Regions from separate parts of the Sus scrofa genome. Here region 2 is linked to region 1. A link is a contact called in public targeted proximity ligation data. All regions are on one chromosome and are shown on one strand. The core of a region is the stretch at or near the end of the contact, and the rest is flanking DNA. Distances in the headings are between cores, read along the strand shown. Region 1 overlaps MKL1 (MKL/myocardin-like protein 1). Region 2 overlaps MKL1 (MKL/myocardin-like protein 1).

The links.
Region 2: a targeted proximity ligation map of alveolar macrophages shows a contact between it and region 1. A contact is called at or near these places in 1 of 5 promoter capture datasets (liver), 3 of 47 Hi-C or Micro-C datasets (embryonic fibroblasts, heart right ventricle and skeletal muscle) and 2 of 2 datasets of targeted methods (alveolar macrophages and skeletal muscle).

Annotation. Positions count from the first base shown.
Region 1 is chr5:7,787,175-7,790,373 of Sscrofa11.1, forward strand. The region is part of intron 2 of MKL1 (MKL/myocardin-like protein 1); the gene reads left to right. Among named protein-coding and RNA genes, the nearest start is that of MKL1, 37 kb to the left of the region's middle.
Region 2 is chr5:7,915,824-7,919,022 of Sscrofa11.1, forward strand. All of the region lies in intron 4 of MKL1 (MKL/myocardin-like protein 1), which reads left to right. Among named protein-coding and RNA genes, the nearest start is that of SGSM3, 100 kb to the right of the region's middle.

The DNA.
Region 1 (3,199 bases), core at 182-2,681:
TTGGGTATGATCCCTCTTGGTGCAAAATTTCTTTCCGTCTGTGGACCTGGGAAACTAGACAGTAAGTTATGTGTTCCCAGCTTTTAGACATTCCCATTCCAAAAAGGAGAAAATGCAAGGAATAAGTGTGTCACTGGTCCCACCGATTTTAAAATTCAGCAGAAAATCTCTTAGGTTGCAAAGCCTAGGAGTAATCCTCTGTAGCTAGAGATGCCACCCTCTGGGACTCTGGCTTCGGGACCCAAGACTGTTCCTGGAATTATCTTCACTTTTTCTTGAAGGGTAGCACGTGGTTGCTGTGTGGTTTTATTAGTAGTTAAATTGCCTGTAGAATTTTGGTAGTCCAACAGGCTTCCTTTGCTTTGTTTTCTTTCTGTCCCTTTCAGGCCAAGCTGGCTGGCGTGTTTCTGCTTATGTAAGAGTCTCAGAAACCTTTTGAGTCTCCTATGTATGTATGTCTCAGGGATTTTTTTTTTTTTTTAAGCAGACATGAATGTCCTATATTGTTTATTAGGTAAGAATTTTTATGATTTTATGATTTTTATTTTTTCCATTATAGCTGATTTACAGTGTTCTGTCAATTTCTACCATACAGCTAAGTGACCCAGTCATACATATCTATATATATTCTTTTTTTCACATTATCCTCTATCATGTTCCATCACAAGTGAGTGGATACAGTTCCCTGTGCTATACAGTAGGATCTCATTGCTTATCCACTAGGTAAGAATTTTATAAACAGTACTTGTATCAGCAGTATCGGTGAAGTAGGAGACTATTGCATCTTCTTCAAGCTGTGTGGCGAGAACCACAAGTAGTGTGGTGGAACTTGAGGCCCTTCTCGAGGCCACAGCTCTTTCTGCCAGCAAGTCAGCCCTCGCATCTCCCTGTGCTTGTAGACTGGTTTGATGCTCCATTGGGTGTCAGGATTTCTTCTCATAGCTTTATGGAATGGATCAATGAGGATAACCTCAGAGAATTTGTACATAGAAGCTTCACCAACTCAGTAAGAATTTAGGACCTCGGCAGTAGACTCAAGGCTTCGGGCAGACTTCAGCTGGTTGACACCATGGGGTGGACAGGCTTGCCATGGTGGCACCCTTAGGCTTGCCATGGTGGCACATGAATCTGATGACCTTACCTGGCCTTGTACCCAGCCTGCGAGCCTTATCAGGCCAGTTGAGGTGGGGGGCCCTGTGAGACGCTGAGGGCTGGTGGGACTGCCGGCAGTGCACTGGAGGAGAAAGCCTCTTCCTCCATAGCTCCTGGAGGTACGCGTAGGCGCCCATCTCGGCTTACATGATGGCTGCCGCCAGATGGAAAGGGGTTCTTGTCATTAGACAGGAGGCTCCTCCGTAGATCTTCCCTGGATAATCGCCTGTCTCTTCCTAGCTTCCGCTTAGACGGTTGGTTGAGGGCCCCTGAGTTACATGTGTGATCTTTCAGCAGGAGTAAAATGTTGTCCAGCCACACTCTTGGCTTTCCTCGCCACAGCAGTGCTTTCTTACTAGCGTCTCCTAATTTTAGCATTTTTTGTGGTCTAGATAAGCTGAGAATTTCTCAAATCATCACATACTAGTTTCCTTTGTTTGACATTTAGCCCATCAATTTTTCTTTCCTCTTGCATTTTGCTGTAAGCAACCAGAAGAAACCAGCCTGCACCTTCAACTTGCTGCTTGAAAATCCCCTTAGCTAAATATCCAAGTTCTGCTTTTCACACAACTGTAGGACGAAATTCAGCTAAGTTTTTTTTTTTGCCATTGTCTGAAAAGGATCCCTTTTGCTCCAGTTCCTTTTTTTTTTTTTTTTTGTCTTTTTGCCCTTTCTAGTGCCACTCCCGCGGCACATGGAGGTTCCCAGGCTAGGGGTCTAATTGGAGCTATAGCCACTGGCCTACATCAGAGCCACAGCTATGCAGGATCTGAGCCGAGTCTGCAGTCTACACCACGGCTCATGGCAATGCCGGATCCTCAACCCACTGAGCAAGGCCAGGGATCGAACCTGCAACCTCATCATTCCTAGTTGGATTCGTTAACCACTGAGCCACAAGGGGAACTCCTTTCCTCCAGTTCCTAATAACATTCCTCATTTTCTTCTGAGACCTTACCAGAAGCACCTTTAGTGTTCGTGTTTTTTACGAGCCTTCTGTTTTTGATGACATTTATAGTCTCTAAAACAGTATAGGCTTTCTGTGTTGTGCTTCTCACTTCCCTCTGAGTTCTCACCAGAATCGCCTTCAGGGTCTCTATTTCTACCAACAGTTTGTTGAAGGCAGTCTAGGCTTTTGAAATTATGCTTCTCCGAATTATTTTTTTAAAGTATATAATGATTTTTATTTTTTTCATTATAGCTGGTTTACAGTGTTCTGTCAGTTTTCTCCTGTACAGCAAGGTGACCCAGTTACACATACATGTATAGATTCTTTTTTCTCACATTATCATGTTCCATCATAAGTGACTAGACATAGTTCCCAGTGCTACACAGCAGGACCTCATTGCTTATCCATTCCTGCGTCTCAGAATTCTTCCAGCCTCTACTCGTTATCTAATTTCAAAGCCATTTCCATGTTTAAAAGAATATGTTATAGCAGCAATCCCACTTCAAGATACCAAAATCTTTATCAGTCAGGGTTCAATCAGAGAAACAGAACAAGTAGGAGATTAAGGGACTTATTACAAGGATTTATTCTTTATCTGATTTGGGGTGGCGGGGGTGGGGGGGACGCTGGCTAGGCAACTGCAGCATCATAGGCTAGGCTGACAGAAAAGACAGTTTGGAACGCTCGGCGGCAGCGGCGGGAGTGGATGTTGGTATCCACAGGTGAAATTTCTTCTGGAAAATCTCAGTTCTGCTCTTAAGGCCTTTTAACTGATTAAACGAGGCCCACCCAGATCATCTGGGATAATCTTTACTTAAAGTCAATTGATTATGAATGTTAATCACATCTACAAAATACCTTCGCAGCAGCACTTAGATTAATGTTTGAATAACTGAGGACTATAGCCTAACCAAGTTGATGCACATTCAACTGACCATCATGCCATTCTTATTATTATCTCTTCCCTGTATTATTTCAATAGCTTCCTTTGAATTGGACTCCATACTTCTGCCTTTGATTTCTTATGAACTGCTCTCCACATGGGACTGAAGATCTTAGGATTTTTCTCTCTGGAGTCAATTTCATGATCTTCCACTCTCT
Region 2 (3,199 bases), core at 313-2,812, 130 kb after region 1:
GAGGTTACTGTGCACTAGAGGGCAGTATCATGCCCATAGCAAAATGTGGTATTTATTCCAAACCGACAGATATATTTTCAGCACCCTGTCCTATTCAGTTTTTTTTTTTTTTTTTTGTCTTTTGTCTTTTTTGTTGTTGTTGTTGCTATTTCTTGGGCCGCTCCCTCGGCATATGGAGGTTCCCAGGCTAGGGGTCGAATCGGAGCTGTAGCCACCGGCCTACGCCAGAGCCACAGCAACGCGGGATCCGAGCCGCGTCTGCAACCTACACCACAGCTCACGGCAACGCCGGATCGTTAACCCACTGAGCAAGGGCAGGGACCGAACCCGCAACCTCATGGTTCCTAGTCGGATTCGTTAACCACTGCGCCTCGACGGGAACTCCCCTATTCAGTTTTATTCAGTCTCATATTAATAATTACAGCCTTCAAAACAAACTTGCATCTTTTAATTGTCAGTGATATTAATAAATAGCCTTTTCACATAATATCTTGCATTAGATTTAGGATATGATGTTGGGCCAGGAGATTGGTGAAAATTCTTACCTGGAAGAAACTTGGTACATCTGAGAAACACTAGCCAAGGCATTTGGTGCCATTGGTGCCATTGATTAATTCCTTGAGGGCAGAAGCCTTTTTGTGGTAGGAAGCTAGGACTCAGCACTGAGCTCAGAGTCAAGAACCTGAAGTTCTTGGTTTGATCTTGCCAGTAGGGATCTTGGAACAAGTGGCTCTAAGCTTAGAAAACCAGTTTCTTTCATTGTGTGGTGGGTATAATATCTGCTGTCCTAACTCACAGGGTCAGATAGCATCATATGTGTGAAAGTAGCTCTGTAAAGTGTGATAAATGTCTAGGGCTACCTTCCTTCTCACTTCCTACCTTTTACTTTTTACCAAGGCATGTACAAAATAAGTGGTGGATTATATTTACGACACTAGTTTTTTGTATTTTAGGTGAAGAATTTACTGTCTTAAAGGTTACTGAGAAATGTATGGATGCAATGTACTCCCACCAAGGCTGCACACACTGAGGAGTGATTATAGTCATAGTAGTTTGGTTAAAATAGATCCTCTTTGATATTATACAGTCTTAACATGAACTGTGTGATTGTGTGTGTGTGTGTGCGTGTAAACTATAAATCTGTTTATTTTTGTGTATCCTCTACCCTTCTTGACACTAACTTAAAACATTCAGAATGAACCGTTATAAGGTTTTTGGACTCATTTTAGAAAATGAGGTTTGGAAATAGACTTTAGGAGATTTTCCTGCACGGGTTGTGGGTTAGAAAAGGAGCGAGCCATTCTAGAAGGAGGCTAGTGCAGTGGTTGCTCTTTGTTGAAAACAGGTGTCGACCTGGAGCCTTCTCTAGTAAATCATTAGCTGCATCAAATAAAATGTTCAGCTGAAGTTCATGAAATCTCACAGTTACTAAACACTCTTGCCAAAGAGAGTTGCAGTCATAATATCTGCAATCGAATCATTTCCTGTTCAGGCTTGCAGGTGGGGAACTGTCTGAAACTGCATTCCTTTAAGATGAGTTATAAAGAAAATGTCTTGGTGGGAGAGGCCTTAATGATACTTAAGGACAACCTAGCAAGTGTGGGAATGGAGAGGGTTCCTACCCTAGGATCCTGGGAGTAACCAGACTTGAAGGCATAGATCAGGATATGCAGACCCACTCACATGGGGTGATCTGACTAAAGCTCCTCTAGAGCATTCAGATATGTGCTGAACCCACTCGGGCAGTGGGCCAGGCAGATGGCACATTCCTGTACTGACCTTCGGAGGCCTGCCAGGTTCCAAAGCTAACATTGGTGGCTGTGCTCTGGCATGAACAGCCCGAGAGCCTGCGTTTCATCTAGTCTTTGGTCCTCCCCAGTCAAGGGGATGCCTTGGGATTGGTTTGGTCTCTGAGTCCACTGAGAAGTCGGCATATATTCTCATTCCCCTTGCCCCTACCCCATCTTGGAGTTGATTTTTATTGTCTGCACAGCCCCAGAATTGACTCAGATCCTCTAAGTAATTCCTCCAGGCTGGGGATAACCCAGGGTTAGCCTTTGCAATGCCACAGCTCCTCTCCCACCCCTCCCCCAGCCTGTCTTCATTGACCTACATTTTTAGGTTTGACTAAACCTTCCATCCGAGAGTAGATTGGGGCTAGGCAAGTTAGGCTGCAGTCACCTGTCCCTTCCTTTGCTTCAGTGCATCCCTTCGGCTGTGTAAAGGAAATTTGGGTGTGACTCTAGTTAGGCTTCACCTTATCCCCACCCCCTTTCCTGTTGCCCTTTTGATTTCTTTTAAATCTGATACTGAGCCTCTCCTCCCCCCACTCAACACACCAATGGAGTCTCCTAAGCTATTTCTGTCAGTTTAATGATCCCCAGCTGTTGCTGTAGTTCTGGCTGTTTTCATGCCCCAGAGAGTCAGAAGAGCCAGAGAAAGAGGGGTCTTGCTTGTGGATCACACAGTGTGTCAGACAAGCCTAATGCACTTTTCTAAAACAACTGCCTAGGGTGAGACTTCTTAGGGAGGGGTATTATTAATACGGGGATGATCTGAACATGCAGGAGAAAGGAAGCCACAAGTATCCAAGACATTTTAAAAATAAGCATCCTGCTGAAAAGAGTGGCACTCTGCATCACTCAGAATTATGCTGGAAGGATGGTGTATGTGGTAACTGGGTAATTGATCACTTTGCATTAGACTTGCATTTTAGTGTTGGAGCTGGAATGTCCCCTCTGACCCATGGTGTGTGTTGAAGGAGCCAGATGTCTAAATAAAAAGGATTCTATGATAGGAAAACACAGAAATCATTCCTGAAGTGGTCAGAAGAGGCATTGATTTCAGTTCTGCTTTAACTTAGTGCAGGTTTGTTTCGTAAAATTTTGTGCAAAACCTGCAGTAATGAAATGTTTCACTGGCAAATTTGATCACGCAAACTTAAGGAAATACAAAGTTGCAATTCATCTAACAGGACCTCTCTGATAGTTACTTATCCATTTACTTTGGAGATGTCTTTCCTAAACCTGGGGAGATGGTGAGTGGGAAAATCCTACAGTCCTTGGGCTACTGGATTATAATATACTAGCTTTTCTTTTTTGTATTTGCTGTTGAGAATTTTAACCCTTCAACAGTTTCAGCTGTGATAGACTTGTAGCTTTCACACCTCATTATGCTGCATGAAGTTTTAATTTTATGT